Linked DNA regions of Sus scrofa: regions 2 and 3 are each linked to region 1. Evidence: chromatin contacts called from public HiChIP or PLAC-seq data. All regions are on one chromosome and are shown on one strand. The core of a region is the stretch at or near the end of the contact, and the rest is flanking DNA. Distances in the headings are between cores, read along the strand shown. Region 1 holds the start of AJUBA (LIM domain-containing protein ajuba). Region 2 holds the start of ACIN1 (apoptotic chromatin condensation inducer in the nucleus). Region 3 overlaps ACIN1 (apoptotic chromatin condensation inducer in the nucleus).

Region 1 (4,799 bases), core at 1,291-3,790:
TCCACAGGCAAGAGGGAGCACAGACAAGGTGCAATTCTACTGCAGAGCTGTTTGGGGAGGTGTGTGTGTGGGGGGGGGTGATGCTGAGAGAAGAGACTGGAGAGGTAGAGAGACCCTGTGAAATACTTTAAAAGTATAGACTCTAATTCAAGGGCAGTGAGCAATCACTGATAGGTTTTAAACAGGGAAATATGATCCTCAGGGTATGAGATGGATGGGAGGGAGAAAGCTTCAGCAGGGAGACTTTTGCAGTGGTCCAGGAGAGAAGAGATGGTGGTGTGTGTGTGTGTGCGTGTGTGCGTGTGTGCGTGCGTGCGTGCGTGCGTGCATGTGTGTGTGTGTGTGTGTGTGTGTGTATGTGTAGTGATGTTGATGAGGGAAGGACAGATTTGAAAGATAATTTGGAAGCAGAATTGACAAGACTTGGTGATAGGCCTTGGTGATAGGATTTGAGGTTAAGGGAGGGGGACATAAGGTCAATATTCAGATTTCTGGCTTAAGTAGCTAAGTGGTTAATGGCGCCATTTGCTCAGGAAATGCTGGAGGAGCCAGTTTTGGGAGGCAGGGAAGGTGAGGTCAGTTTAGGGTGTTGTGTACCTTTGAGACAACCAAGTAGAGGTGCTAGTCGTCAGCTGAGTTTTTAAGTCCAAGAGAGTCTAGGCTAGAGATACGGACTGAGGAGTCATCTGTGTATATAGAGCCTAAAGTCCTGGGGAGGGAGAATAGGGCCTGTGGAGCTCCTGGCTCTAGTTCAGCCTATAGAGTGGTTACCCCGAGGTCATGAGCACTGCTGGCACCTGCCCTATCAGAGTGTCCCCCTTTCACTTGTGTCTGCTTCCTGTCATCCCCTGAACACCCAAGTTCTTGATCCCAACTGTGCCTACTACTGCCACTACCAGCTCCCGGATGGGCCTCCTTTAATGGCATCTCAACTTTTCATAAGATTTACTCTCCCATTCTAACGCCAAAGGAGCAAAGCTCCCAAATGTTAGAAAATGTAGGTAATTGGAAGGAAGCATCCAGGTTCTCCTTCCCCATGGGGAGACAGGAAAGGAGGGAGAAGCTTATGGCTGATTCTGAAGATGGCACGCAACAGCAGGTTCTGGATGCAACCTGAGAGCTCCCCTGGGTTACTAATGCTTTCAGTCCTCCTTGCTTCCACCCTAAGAGTAAACTCTCCTCTGGATCAGAGAGATGCTGTAGCCCTGACCAGGGAAAGAGGCTGATTCTCAGGAGAGATGAGGGCAGGGAGACAATGCAGCTAGGGCAGAGAAGCCAAACAGTTTGTGCCAAATTAATTTCCCCAAAGATATTAACCTCCTTTCCTTCCCCTTTCCCTAAGGCCACACTAAGATTGTAAAAGGTGTTCAGAATGTTGAAGTGAAAATAATATGCATGATTTGTTTGCATATAATTTTCATACTAATTTACTATCCAAATGCAAAGGAGTTATTTTCCCTCTCCATTTTCCCCCACACCCTACCCCATGCCCCTGATGTGCTGGTCTGGGCAAAATCCATTGGCTGATATTTAATCAGGTATGTTCAGCTTCAGCCAGGGCTTCCTCTTTTCCTTATTCTTGAGCCTCCTAGTATGGCCAGGATTGGCCTCTTTTGCTTTTCCACCTTGATCATTTTCACTTGCTATCTCTTCTAAAGAACATATTTTTTCTTCCGCTTAAGTTGATACTTACTCTTTATCACCAATCTCCTGTGGGCCAACCAAGGGCGAGGCCTTTGCTACCCCTAAAAACCAGGCCTTCTATCCCCAGTCACCAGAAATAGTTGCTAAAAATCTCATTTCCCAACACCAGGGGGTGTCTATCGATCCCTCTATCAGCCCTACCCTGAAGGTAGAGATTAGTCCCAAGCCTTTTTCTCTCTCCTTTCACACACACACTCTAAAACTCCCTCCCTCCAACTGCAGAGTTTTGGATTCAGAAAGTTGTCTTTGCATTGCAGCTTATCTGTTTGTCTCTCATTCTCTCTGGATTCGCACAAATTTGTCTTTTTCTTGGCCTATTCAGCCTTCGGTCTCTGCAACACCCGCGATCGATCCCCTTTGGTCTGCTCTCTTTCTTTCCATACCTGTCTTCCACAACCTCTCTATAAGGGCTTCCTCGCTCTGAACCTCTCTGTGTATCTACATTTCTTTTCTCTCCCTGTCTCACTATTTCTGTATCAGTCCCTCCTCATCTCTCCAGCAGTCCTCATACTAGGAACAAAGTCACGGTGTTTGCGCAGAACAAGCCTCGCGTCGCCGGGTCCCGGGCCGCGACATTCCACGGTGCCCCTCCGCGCATTCCAACTACAAACAAAGAGTTCCCCTCCCCTCCCCCACTTTTTCCTGTCCCAATTCTTGAGTGGTGTAGTAGCTATTGCCCAAACTGCCCCTCGCCCTTTTTTAGCCGTCAGTCGGCGGATCTCCAGTTCCAGGACAGTTGGCACCAGCACCCGCTCTCCCCTCCTCCGGCGCACCAGATTCCTGCGCCGACACCCCTGTTTCTTTCGCACTCAGCGCCCCGCCCCTCCAGGAAAGTAGATCCGGCCAGGCAGACAAAAGTTTGGGAGAGAAGTTGGGTCCGTGCTGAGTGTGAGAGCGAGGGGGGCGGGGGCCGGGGAGAGTGGGGCTGCCGGGTGAGTCGGCTCGTGAACAGATAGACCTGCGGAAGGCACAGCCACGGCCGTCGGCCCTTCTAGCCTTGCTTAACCCCTGATGCGCGGGGGGACGCAACCCCTGTCGCTGGGGGATGCTGCGGGATTCTTGGCGCGGGGCATCCAGGCCACCCGCTAAATCCCGGTGCCTATCCTGTGCCCCCGGGGAACCCGAGTCCAGCCGCAGGGAGAGAGAAGCGGCCACCGAGACGCTGCAGGGTGCCGGGCGGGGAGGGGGCTGGAGTCCCCAGGCCCGAGGGCATGGAGCGATTAGGGGAGAAAGCCAGTCGCCTGCTAGAGAAGTTAAGACTCTCGGACTCCGGCAGCGCCAAGTTCGGCCGCAGAAAGGGTGAATCTAGCCGGTCTGGGTCTGATGGGACCCCCGGGCCGGGAAAGGGGCGTCAGAGCGGATTAGGGGGACCTAGGAAATCAGGGCCCCGTGGAGCTACTGGGGGACTTGGGGATGAGCCGTTGGAGCCAGCCCGGGAGCAAGGCCCCCTGGATGCTGAGCGGAACCCCCGCGGCTCCTTTGAGGCGCAGCGCTACGAAGCCTCCTTTCCCGGGGTGCCACCTCCCACCCGGGCCTTGCCTCTACCTCAGTCATTGCCCCCTGACTTTCGGCTGGAGACCACGGCCCCAGCCCTAAGCCCCCGCTCCAGTTTTGCCAGTAGCTCAGCCAGCGACGCGAGCAAGCCGTCCAGCCCCCGGGGCAGTCTGCTGCTGGACGGGGCGGGGGCTGGTGGAGCCGGAGGTAGCCGACCCTGCAGCAATCGTACCAGCGGCATCAGCATGGGCTATGACCAGCGCCACGGCAGTCCTCTGCCTGCCGGGCCTTGCCTGTTTGGCCCACCCCTGGCTGGGGTTCCGGCAGGCTATTCCTCCGGAGGGGTGCCGTCCGCCTACCCCGAGCTCCACGCTGCCCTGGACCGACTGTGCGCTCATCGGCCGGCCGGATTCGGCTGCCAGGAAAGCCGCCACTCATATCCCCCGGCCCTGGGCAGCCCGGGAGCTCTTGCCGGAGCTGGAGTAGGAGCGGCTGGGCCCTTGGAGAGACGAGGGGCGCAACCCGGACGACACTCGGTGACTGGCTACGGGGACTGCGCCGCTGGCGCCCGATACCAGGATGAGCTAACAGCGTTGCTGCGCCTGACAGGGGGCACAGGTGGGCGAGAAGCCGGCGCCCGCGGGGAACCCTCGGGAATTGAGCCGTCGGGTCTTGAGGAGCCGCCGGGTGCGTTCGTTCAGGAGGCTGCCCGGACCCGGATACGGGAGCCGGAGTCCAGAGAAGACTACTTTGGTGAGTGAGAGAAGTGGTGAGGGACGGGGAGGGACCCGTCACCGCATTTGGTTCCCCTCTGCCCCGACGGCCAAAACTGCCTGCGCCAGGAGGTCGGAGGCAGAGACTCAGGGCTAGGAAAGAGGCAAGAGAAGAATTCCCTTCCCACTGGGTTTCAGATGGACCACAGGCACCCTATTCCTGCTAAATTCACCCCCTCCCTGTGTGATCTCCAGTTCCTCAAGCTTTAGAGCCTGGGTTTTTCTCGGTAGGAGGCCTCGTAGGGAGGGGACCAAGTGGGGCCGTGAGAGCATCCCCCATCTTGCTACCCCCTCGGCGGTGGTGCCCCTGCAGGCTCCTGCGCGCCGCGCCCCCACCCGGGCCCAGGCTCCGCCCGCAGGAATTCGGGGAATGCGCGGGTGGGGGGCGGGGCGGGCGGGCAGCGTGCGTGCCGGCTCCTGCCCGGGCGCTCCAGGTGCCCGCGGGCGGGGCCGGTCGCGCGGCGCAGGGCGGAGGTGAGGTGCAGGGGGTGGGGGAGCTGCCTCCTAACACGCGCGGAGCTGTGGCTGCCGCGGTCGGGGATATGGAGCCCGAGGAAAGAATGAAAGCCCTGGGACGAAAAGCAGGGACCCTACTGCTGACCGGCCCCGGACCTGCTGGACCTGCTGGCCGGGTGCCTGCGTGGGCATTTAAGAGCTGGTGGCTTCAGATTCTATTTTCCCCATCCTCCGGAAGTCAGGGCAGAAGTCTTGGCCACCCGGACAGCATCACCCGTGGATGGTTGACGAATGTGTAAAATTGCCAGAAATAACCTGGCCTTCGCATCTGGCCATAACCCGCTCAGAATTCAGGCACGAAGTAGCCCCTTA
Region 2 (4,799 bases), core at 1,397-3,896, 110 kb before region 1:
ATGGTAAAGTTGTGGCCTTGGCTCCAACACTTCTGGTTATCTTCTTTGATTTTAATACCTGTCAGTCTTTACCAGCTGTAGCAGCCACTGCTTGGTAAAACTTTGCCACAAAGTCTGGCTCACTGATCTCCAGCTGCCTGACAAATTCATTGCGCTCCTGCTCAGCCCAACCTCGAAACCACTGATCCCAAAGACGTAGCTGGCACTCAAAGATACAAGGTGGTCGGTTTGCTCCAGACACACTAAGCTGCTCTAGACTTTCCAGCAGTGGCTGTAATTTTCCTGGTACTGCCTTAGCAACCAGGTCCTGTAGGAAACGTTCACGCTGAGGACCTGACCAGCTGGCAAACCAATGAAGAATACATTTCATCTCCTGGGAAGTGATGTAAGACATTGGAGGAGGGGAAGAGTCAGAAATATTGTCTGGTACCGAGGGTAAGGGAGAAGGGAAAGATAGTGGCATCGAAGAGGAAGATGACTCCAGTGGCATCCTGAAACATAAAAGCACTGTTACACACTCTCTACAAAGAGCAACCAAAATACAGCCTTCTAACAACATAGAATCTTATCACTCTCAATTGGTATCTACAAAGAAAATTACTTTCCACCTATCTAGTTTACAGAAAAACAACAGGGTCCTTTATTTAGGTTATTATCCAGCTACCTTAGTGAAGGCACCCAAGAATAACTGCATGTCATATTTGCCAATTTTCCTCTCTCTCTCTTCTCTCTCTTTTTTTTTTTTTGGTCTTTTCTATGGCTGCTCCTGCAGCATATGGATGTTCCCAGGCTAGGGGTCGAATCGGAGCTGTAGCCACTGGCCTACGCCACAGCCACAGCAACTTGGGATCCAAGCCTTGTCTGCAACCTACACCACAGCTCACGGCAACGCTGGATCCTTAACCCACTGAGCAAGGCCAGGGATCGAACCCTCACTCATGGTTCCTAGTCAGATTCGTTAACCTCTGTGCCATGACAGGAACTCCTTCCTCTCTCTCTTTTTCAAACCCACTGCCTCTCTCCATCATTCTTATAAACAATCTAAAAATAACCAAAACATTCCACATTCTGTGTTCATTCTTTCCCTTCTAATTCTATGTTCCAGGTTGAGTAAAGACAAAAAATGATTCACATAGGTCCAACCAAAAAAGGGGGGAGTTCTCTGGTGGCCTAGGGGTTAAGGATCTGGCATGGGCACTGCTGGGGCACAGGTTCGATCCCTAGCCTGGGAGTTTCTGCATGCTGAGGAACCCCCTATCCCCCAAAATAAATATATAGGTCCAACACATCTTGCCTAAAATGAAAAAAAAGGTACATATTTTTAAATTTATCAAGCAGTTAGTTGAGGTTCAGGTGCTAATCATTCCAAAGCTATCAACAGTGGGGGAAAAGAAGAAAGGAAAAACATCCTGTATGATGAAAGAGCCTTCTCTGCAATGTGCATGTAACCTCTGAAATATGCCAAGAACTTCATAACCCCCTTATTTTCCTCTATTTCCTGTAAAGCATCAGGAAAAATTAAAGAGCAGATTAAGTGAGGGCACCTTGCCCAAAATAAGATTAACAAAGTAAGAAAAACAGAAAAAGCCAAGTGGTTGTTTATTCAGGACCGAAAAAAGTCTAGTTGGTTTGGTGGTTTAGGGCTCTAACAAGTGTTCTACTGCTGTTGATGTGTGACAATTCATGTCTGAACAATTTTCTTTCATGTTTAATATAATATCTATTGATGCCTTGCCACTGATCCGCATCACTAATGCAACTGGAAGGTCAGCCAACTTGAATTGTTTTCAAATCTCAGTTTGAATCTCTAACAATGAAAACCTTAAAATACTTGTCTGTGACCTATTTTACTGTTTGTATTTCTTCCGCTGTAAATTGGAGTATCTGCAGTGACAAAGAAAAGGAAGCCAGAAGCAATTTACGTCAGTTCAGTACCAAAACATTCCCAGTGACGTTGCCTTTTTCACAGTGGCCCTACAAGAAGCAATTCTTCCTAAGGGAATTTTCTTCTCTATTTCGTGGAAAGGGAGAACTTTTTCCGAGTCTTGCGATATGGCTTTCACGGTAAACTTAAGTTCAATGATTATGAATTGGTTGACAAGCCGGGTCCAAAGACACGGTCAACTTTGGAGGCTACAGAGCCTAGCATTCCGAGGTCCCAAAAAGCAACACAGCCTTAGCTGGGAGTGGCAGGGTTTCGGAGGGTGGGGGGGTGGCAGCTGTTTCCCTAGGGGAATGGGAAGCTTGCCCTACTGACTAGCCCGCAAACACCGAGTCTGACTCGGCCCAGGGAGGTACTTTTACCCCGCTTACCTCCCGTTTCCTCTCACAGAGGACCCGGAGACCGTCACAACAGCGCTATCCTACCATCGCCGCCGCTTCCCGGTTTCCTGAAAACCCTAAAGAGGGCCAGCCCGGAAACCCACGCACTTCCGGTCCCGGACCAGCCCCAAACACCCAAGTGCCTTAGCGCCTCATCCTTAGGTCCGGAGATAGCCGAATAACTCCGATTATGGGTATGCCAGAGTCGAGAGCTTCCGAACAGATTCGATTCAAAGCCTCGGTAAGACGAAGCGAACCGAGCTCTGAAAGCAGCACGAGGGAGGGAGGAGCGGCCGGTAGGATGGAGAAAACCGATTGGTGCCGATGTGAAGACGGAAACACCCGAGCAGTTCCGAAGGAATTCGGGGAATTCTAAGTGGTAATCGAGGGGTTGACTCTAGCAGTGGGCGGGGTCAGCTCGGAACGTTCGAAGGGCGTTGGCGGAAATTACCGAAGATGCCCGAAGCCGTCGGGACGGACCCGAGTACCTCACGCAAGATGGCGGAGCTGGAGGAGGTGACTCTGGACGGGAAGCCTCTTCAGGCGCTGCGGGTGACCGACCTGAAGGCCGCACTGGAACAGCGAGGCCTAGCCAAGAGCGGGCAGAAGAGTGCCCTGGTCAAGCGGCTCAAAGGGGTGAGGAGACTGCGTTGCCGGCGTGTCGGAGGGGAGCAGACCCGGTAGAGCCGAGTCTCTGTCGCGGCGCAGGCGCAGTGTCCGGGCTCGGCGCGAGCGAGCTCAGGCCGCCAGCGCGAGCCTCCGGATCCGCGCGCACGGTGGTTGGCGAGGCTCGCTCTGGAGTGGAGATAGCGCCGGTTCCCGCCTTAACGGTAGCGGCGCGAGCCCAAAATGGGAGGGTGTGCGCTACTCTCCTAGAGTGTCTTAAGCTCCTTCCTCCTTCCCCCACCCCCTCCTTGTTTGTGTCTATGGTCTCGGCGCATGCGCTGCGGAAGGAGTTAAATCCCACTACAACCATCGGCGTTGCTGGCCTGAGGGGGGCGAGTTGGGCTGGGTCGGAGTTAGGGGTATAGTTGGGTGGAGGGGTTGATGGGGTTGGTATCCTTACCCGAAAGAATAGAATTGGAGCGGTGGAGGGGGAGGGGGGAGTCTAGTTGATTAGATTAGGTGAAATGAAGAGAAACCTTGATTTGAAGGGACTTGCTTAGGGAGGAGTGTATACTTTATAGGGCTTCCAGAAGCAATTTGAGTGGATAAGAGTTTGGTGAATATTGATGAGAGAGGTGAGACAGGCTGGTTTTGTGCATTAAGGTGGGATTGTCAAGAGGTAGGTGAATGGATTGATGTGTAGAGGTTTGTAGACGCAGGGGAGGTGAGGATCTCGGTTTTAATTAGTGCTGGTTAGGGTACGTGGCCGAATAGTACAAATTCGGGCTGGGTTGGCTCAGGGTTACGTTGGCAAACCGTTGCTTATACTGAAGCTGACAGTTTCGTATGTGTATTGGATCAGACCACAGTTTATAGAATCTTTGGTCATTTTGTTCGGTAGCCTCCTCTTTGAAATTCTTATAAATATGACAAATCTAGGAGCCACTCTCTTGGAAACAATACAAGTTCACTCAAGTAGACCTGTTCCTGGGTAACTGACCAAGTAATTCATTCAGGCCAAAACCTTTTTGGTTTCATGTATTTTTGAATCTAATTTAATTATTTGAAGTGAAGGGCCAAATTTAGAAGGGACATTAGTCAGAAGTGCAGAAGATAATAGGGATTGTAGCACTGGTTCTGTCACTGATTTTATTGCCTAGCCAGGTCACTGATTTTCCCTATGTGCCTGCATTTCACACCTGTACATTTGAGAGCAGTGACCATGGCCACTTTTAGGGGTCTTGTGAAGATGAATGAGAACAATATTAGTAAAGGGCTTTTAGGTCCCTGGAAAAGGAGTACTGTTTAAGTGTGTATGATTGTTTTTAATGTCGAGATTGGGAGAAGGGTGTTTTTTGTTTTTGTTTTTATGGTTTCTGATTTTCACCCTTCTTTATACCAGGCTCTAATGCTAGAAAATTTACAGAAACACTCAACACCCCATGCTGCATTCCAGCCAAATTCCCAGGTAAGAAAGAAGGTTTATTAGGAGTGGGCTCTTTGGGTGCACAGAGACATGGAACGACAAGATAATTGTATATTTGATGCTTAATTTATCACCAATATTTTCTTAAGTTCATGAGTTGGAAATATTTTCATACTAGGATGGTTGACTTCTAATAAATTCAGGAATCAGGAGCTGCTAGTTAATTTCTGATTCTTGAAATGGTGTGTGCAGAATGAGTGGAGTACAAGGCTCTGAAGTCATTTATTTGCCATTAATTTGGGGAAAGTAGTTGATGTCTTTGAATGTAGATATGAAGTAGATAATCAGCAGAGCAGTTTAGGAAAATACTTGCTGATAAGGAATTATTGCGTTGACATAGATTTTCCCAGAATTCAGTCCTTTGGAAATCATCCACCATTACTAG
Region 3 (4,799 bases), core at 1,368-3,867, 86 kb before region 1:
AATCTCATTTGTATTCAGATATGAACTGTAATATGGTGTTATTAGCCTCGAAGTAGTTCTTCTGAGCTGTAGATGTTTTGTGTGCTGTTTAATTATGAGTAGATATCACCCAACCCTAATCCCCATGCAATTTTACCTATTTTTCAAAGATACCAGAAACATTTGTACAAGAACTTAAATAGTGGGAAGAGAGTTGCCTTTTTTCTAAAAGGAATTACAAAGAAAAGCTCTGACATATAGCTAACAAGGCTTTGGGACTGGTCCTGCAAATAGATTGAGTAACCTTTTGGGACAATTTTGGGCTTCCTCTTTTTCTTATGAAAATAAAGTCTTAGGAATTCTTAGATCCCACAGATTTAATTGTGGGGAAATAGATAGCACAAACTTATTGTGTCTTAAGATGGTCAAGGGTAATGTAAAATTCTTATTCTTGAAAAAAATATTTCCATTAAAAGAAAATTCTTCCTCTAAGGAAGCCACTTTTGGAGAGGCATATTGGTCACTGAAAGCACTTTAGGATAGTTGATAGACAGGGAATACATACTTGAGGATATTTGAAGGTAACGTTTCTTTATAGGGTAACAGTCTCTTTGGGAATTTTATCCAAAGATACTTCTTAAGGAGAAAACTTTCAGTTTAGCAGCCATTTATTAAAGTATCCACTTGGCGTTCTTGTCGTGGTGCAGCAGAAACTGAATCTGACTAGGAACCATGAGGTTTCGGGTTCAGTCCCTGGCTTTGCTCAGTGGGTTAAGGATCTGGCGTTGGCATGAGCTGTGGTGCAAGTTGCAGACGCAGCTCAGATCTGACTGTTGCTGTGGTGTAGGCCGGCGGCTACAGCTCCTATTAGACTCCTAGCCTGGGAACCTCCATGTGCCTGGGGTGCGGCCCCCAAAAAAAGACAAAAAAAAATTTTTTTTTTTTAAGTATCCACTTGGTATCCATAGTGACAGCCTAATTGGGAAATACTGAGCCTTCCTTTGTGTTAGGCCCTGAGCTAGGGGTCAAAGGATGCAGTCTTTGAAACTGCAGCATGGGGGTGAGGGGCAAGAAAACTAGGGTTATTATAAGTGATGAGGGTGTGGCTGAGAACCTGTCGTACCATTTAGTGCCTTTACATCAGGGAATAGGCAGTTTCTCTTTGAGGACATTCCAAAAAAAAAAAAAAAAAAAAATCTCCATAGGTGGCATCGAAAGAGATAATGGCCTATTTAAATGTACATGTGTTTTATGCATATCCTTACCTTGATTTGGGGTGTCTTCCAAGCCAGACTCTTCAGAGCCAGTCCTTATCACACAGTTTCATGAGATAAGTACTGTTATTACCCACACTTGACAGATTAAGAAACTGATACACAGAGAGGATCAGGAACTCACCCAGTATCACACTAGTGTGGGGGTGGGCTGGGGCCTGAATTGAGCCCTAACCAATTTGACTCCAGAACTCTCAATCTCTCTGCAGACAGGGACCACTAAGTGAAAAGAAACTTTAATGTGAGGTATAAACATGATTCCTTTAGCATGAAGTTGTGTAAATTTAAGATTTTAAGCAGCAGGGAGGAAACTTCAGTCCTGGTTAAAAGTTCTGGTATTACAAATAATAATACCAAGTTTTTGGTTAAAGCTTGTATTAGTGTTAAACCTTTACTGGCATTAGGATACTAAAGCAGCCAACAAATGAACATTTTTGGGCAAACTCGGAGTGCTTTTTTGAATGGGTAGAGTCAGCTTCCCCTTTTACATTTAGTCAGAAGATACCTGTAATTAATAATTTCCATTTAGTTCCCAGTCACTTTTTGCCCACCAGATCAACCCCCGTGCCCCCCACCCCCAGCCCCAATAGCACTTCTCTCACTTCAGTTTCTTATCTGCTTCAGAGCCCTCACTTTGGAGCCCTTGCTCCAAGAAGTGGCCTTTGTGCTTCAGCTATCCGAGGTCCCTTTGCCCTGTTTATCCTTTTCCTTTATGGCTCCAGCAGACCCTGGGGCAGGGTGACCTTATTAAAGACTCTGTGAAACAAGGTTGTCTGTCATCTCTTTGGAGACACCTCTCCCCTCCTCTGCTGCTAATTCTGAAAGGCACTCTGCTTATCCACTCCTTCCATCTCAAAGAAAGGACTGGTTGGAGTAGGAACACGTGGCCATTGCTCCCATTGCTCAGGGTCAGCAACCGGTTACTGTATGGTGATTGGGTAGTGCCAAATCTCATCCCACCTCCCCACCTTGAAGCAGCTGATCTTGTTTCAGTGTTCCGTGCCTCCCCTCTTGGATAGAGGAAGGTGGGCATATTAAAAATTGCTCATGGCCCTCCACTCTGTCTCTTTCCAACTTTGCCTTTGTTATCTTCTTAGCATTTTAAACTCACTCCCAGCTCGGCTGTTTCCTTTCCTTCTATTTTCGGGGTTCTTCCAAGCAAGCAGCTGTAACTTTGTCCTCTCCACCCAGCCCCCTCACCCGCCCCCAGGGAAACAAGGAGAGAGTACCCTCTCCCTGTGGGGTTAGGCTTCAGTGGTTGTAACCCGAGAAAAGAAGGAAAAAGGCCAGGCCTATGAGCCAGCAGTGAGCTCAGAGCGGCCTGCCAGAGGCTGAGAACCTTGCTCACTCAGCGCCTCCCTCTTTTCTTTCCCCTCCCCTGCTGCAGCAGGGCCCTCCCCCATCCGCACACACGGGCTGCTGGGTAAGTGGCAAGATGGCTCCCCTGCATGTCTCCGGCTGATCGCCGCCGCTCCGCCAATACAATAGAGCCAGCCACTACCAGCAGCCTGGCCCTCTTCCTCCTCCTTCTCCGGAGAGACCAAGCCAGCTGAATTCGGGGTTTGCCGTGAGGACTTAACGCTTATCTCTTAAAAGCCAGATCTATTTTAACCTCCCCTCACCACCACCACCACCACCACCACCACCTCCCTTTCCATTTACCGTTTTTTGGATCCCCAGTTGCTACATCTTGATTTTCTCTCTCTGGATCGGGTGGCTGGGGAGGAGGTGGTGGGATCTTGGGGCAAGGAAGGTGTTTTGTTTTTTTAATTTTTTGGGATTTTTTTGTTTGGTTTTTGTTATTTCTTCCATTCCAGAAAGGGATAAACAGCACTTCCAGGGGGAGAAAAAAAATCATGTTATCAGAAAGCAAAGAAGGGTGAGAGCTGCACATTTCCATGTATCCCTTTTCCCTACTGCTCTGGCCCACCCCATCTCCCTTCTCTTCCCCATGGCTTTCATTCTGTCTTTCGTTTTGGTTTGTTTTAATCATTCTGCTTTCCCCCTTTGTCCTTCCTGCTTGATTTCTAATTGGCCCCACTTGCCCTCTCTGTGTGGGAAATAGGTATTTTTTGGATAAGCTTTTTCTTTAGATTTAGGCAGTTGAATCTCGTGTTTCTGTGGGTGCCTATTAGCTGGGGGCACAGTTCCGATTTTCCCCTCCCCACTTCCTGTGCATCTCTCCCTGCCTGCTCTGGGGAGGCTGTTCTGACCTCTGAGTGTCAGTCAGCCTGTCGAGAATGCCAAATTTTCTGTTGGTAGTTATCAACCTGGGGAGACTTGGTTTCTCCTCTCCTGAGATTTAGGCCCTCGATCATCTTGATTTGATCCCCCCACACAGTGTTTGGATGGTAATGGGGGTGAGATTGGAGATAGAAGTTAGGGGTTAAGACAGAAAAAAAGAAAATGGGAAGGTAGTTTATCTGAAGTGAACCTCTGGGATCTATTGCCTGCAGTGGGAGCTAACTTGTGTGATTCAGTGGGGTAGGGGAGTGGGTTCGGTGTTTGTGGGGGGAGATGCATGGTGTGGGGGAGGGTGTGTCCTGACTGGGAGGCCTGCTCTCTTTATCTTTTGGAAGTTGGAATGAGGGAGTGGGAGAAACTGGGCGAAAGCCGAATGTAAGAACAGTTCCTACACCTCTGAGCAGGTAAAAGTGGTCTGGTTCTTTGAGCTTTCATACTATGTCCGGCAGTTTTCATTTTTCCTTTTGGATTAGAGAGGGTCCTTGTTGAAGCTTACCCCCTCACCAGCCCTGCTCTCCCTGCAGCCCTGCCCCCACCATTTCTCCATTCCTGGTGTGTCCAGATCCCGTTGGTCAGCAGACTTTACTTACTAAGCAGTTGATTAAACACAAGGTTGGGATCATTTGCCACAGCCCTCGTTGTTCTTTCTCGTCTTTTTAAGGAATCGGACTTCCCTTAGTTTCTCATGCAATTTGGTTAAATAAAGGTGCCTGTGGCCAAGGGCTAGGGAGGCCCTGGGGTTGTGGGCAAATCACAGTCACTTCTGAGGGACTGTTTTCGGAGAGATGTGTCTCTCCTCTTCATATAAGGGTACTCTGGCGAATTACCTCAGAACAGTTGGAGTCCCAACCCCACATGCCACAGCTTTATCCCATCTGGGCAGTGAGTGGATGTGGTTGCTGTGATCTGTGCTCTTTCCCTGAGGAAGATGGGGGCAAGGTCTCTAGTCTGATCTGAAAAGCAGCCCTCCCAATCCCACCCAAGTGATGAGGCATGGGAGTTTCCTTGACCTAAAACCTAACGTCTTGTTCTCTCTTCCCCTTGGTTCTTTCCTGCCCTTCCCTCTCAACCTCACCCCATACTGACAGTGAGGAGAAGGAGGAAGTGACCATGGACACAAGTGAAAACAGACCTGAAAATGAGGTTCCAGAGCCCCCCATGCCTATTGCAGACCAAGTCAGCAATGATGACCGCCCAGAGGGCAGTGCAGAGGATGAGGAGAAGAAAGAGGTAAATATTCAAGCCACCTGCTCGGGTGGGTGGGCAGGAGTGGACCTGGGGGAAAGAGTAGACCACTCTGGT

Evidence for each region. HiChIP or PLAC-seq counts read pairs in DNA pulled down with a chosen protein or histone mark.
Region 2: an H3K27ac HiChIP or PLAC-seq map of skeletal muscle shows a contact between it and region 1. The contact joins the promoter of ACIN1 here to the promoter of AJUBA in region 1. A contact is called at or near these places in 7 of 47 Hi-C or Micro-C datasets (adipose tissue, blood, embryonic fibroblasts and 4 more) and 2 of 2 datasets of contacts at active chromatin or transcription factors (alveolar macrophages and skeletal muscle).
Region 3: a contact with region 1 is called in an H3K27ac HiChIP or PLAC-seq map of skeletal muscle. The contact joins the enhancer-like site here to the promoter of AJUBA in region 1. A contact is called at or near these places in 4 of 5 promoter capture datasets (fetal liver, fetal skeletal muscle and liver), 13 of 47 Hi-C or Micro-C datasets (alveolar macrophages, blood, embryonic fibroblasts and 5 more) and 2 of 2 datasets of contacts at active chromatin or transcription factors (alveolar macrophages and skeletal muscle).

The regions. Positions count from the first base shown.
Region 1 is chr7:76,060,469-76,065,267 of Sscrofa11.1, forward strand. AJUBA (LIM domain-containing protein ajuba) reads left to right here and starts at 2,541. Exons shown (of 8, transcript XM_021099246.1): 1 at 2,541-3,951. The coding sequence starts at 2,916. C7H14orf93 reads left to right here. Exons shown (of 7, transcript XM_021099247.1): 7 at 1-1,409.
Region 2 is chr7:75,948,557-75,953,355 of Sscrofa11.1, forward strand. It overlaps ACIN1 (apoptotic chromatin condensation inducer in the nucleus), which reads left to right and starts at 2,647. Exons shown (of 19, transcript XM_021099243.1): 1 at 2,647-2,958; 2 at 4,331-4,396. The coding sequence starts at 2,779. It overlaps C7H14orf119, which reads right to left and starts at 2,491. Exons shown (of 2, transcript XM_003128551.4): 1 at 2,314-2,491; 2 at 1-491. The coding sequence starts at 490. The coding sequence ends at 62.
Region 3 is chr7:75,974,769-75,979,567 of Sscrofa11.1, forward strand. ACIN1 (apoptotic chromatin condensation inducer in the nucleus) reads left to right here. Exons shown (of 19, transcript XM_021099243.1): 9 at 4,586-4,727. Among named protein-coding and RNA genes, the nearest start is that of CDH24, 15 kb to the right of the region's middle. Within about 2 kb of position 2,618, at least 71 of the 83 cell types and tissues checked have an H3K27ac peak or open chromatin away from gene starts, as enhancers often do. A contact at or near this core is called in alveolar macrophages, embryonic fibroblasts, fetal liver and 5 more, where this site is marked.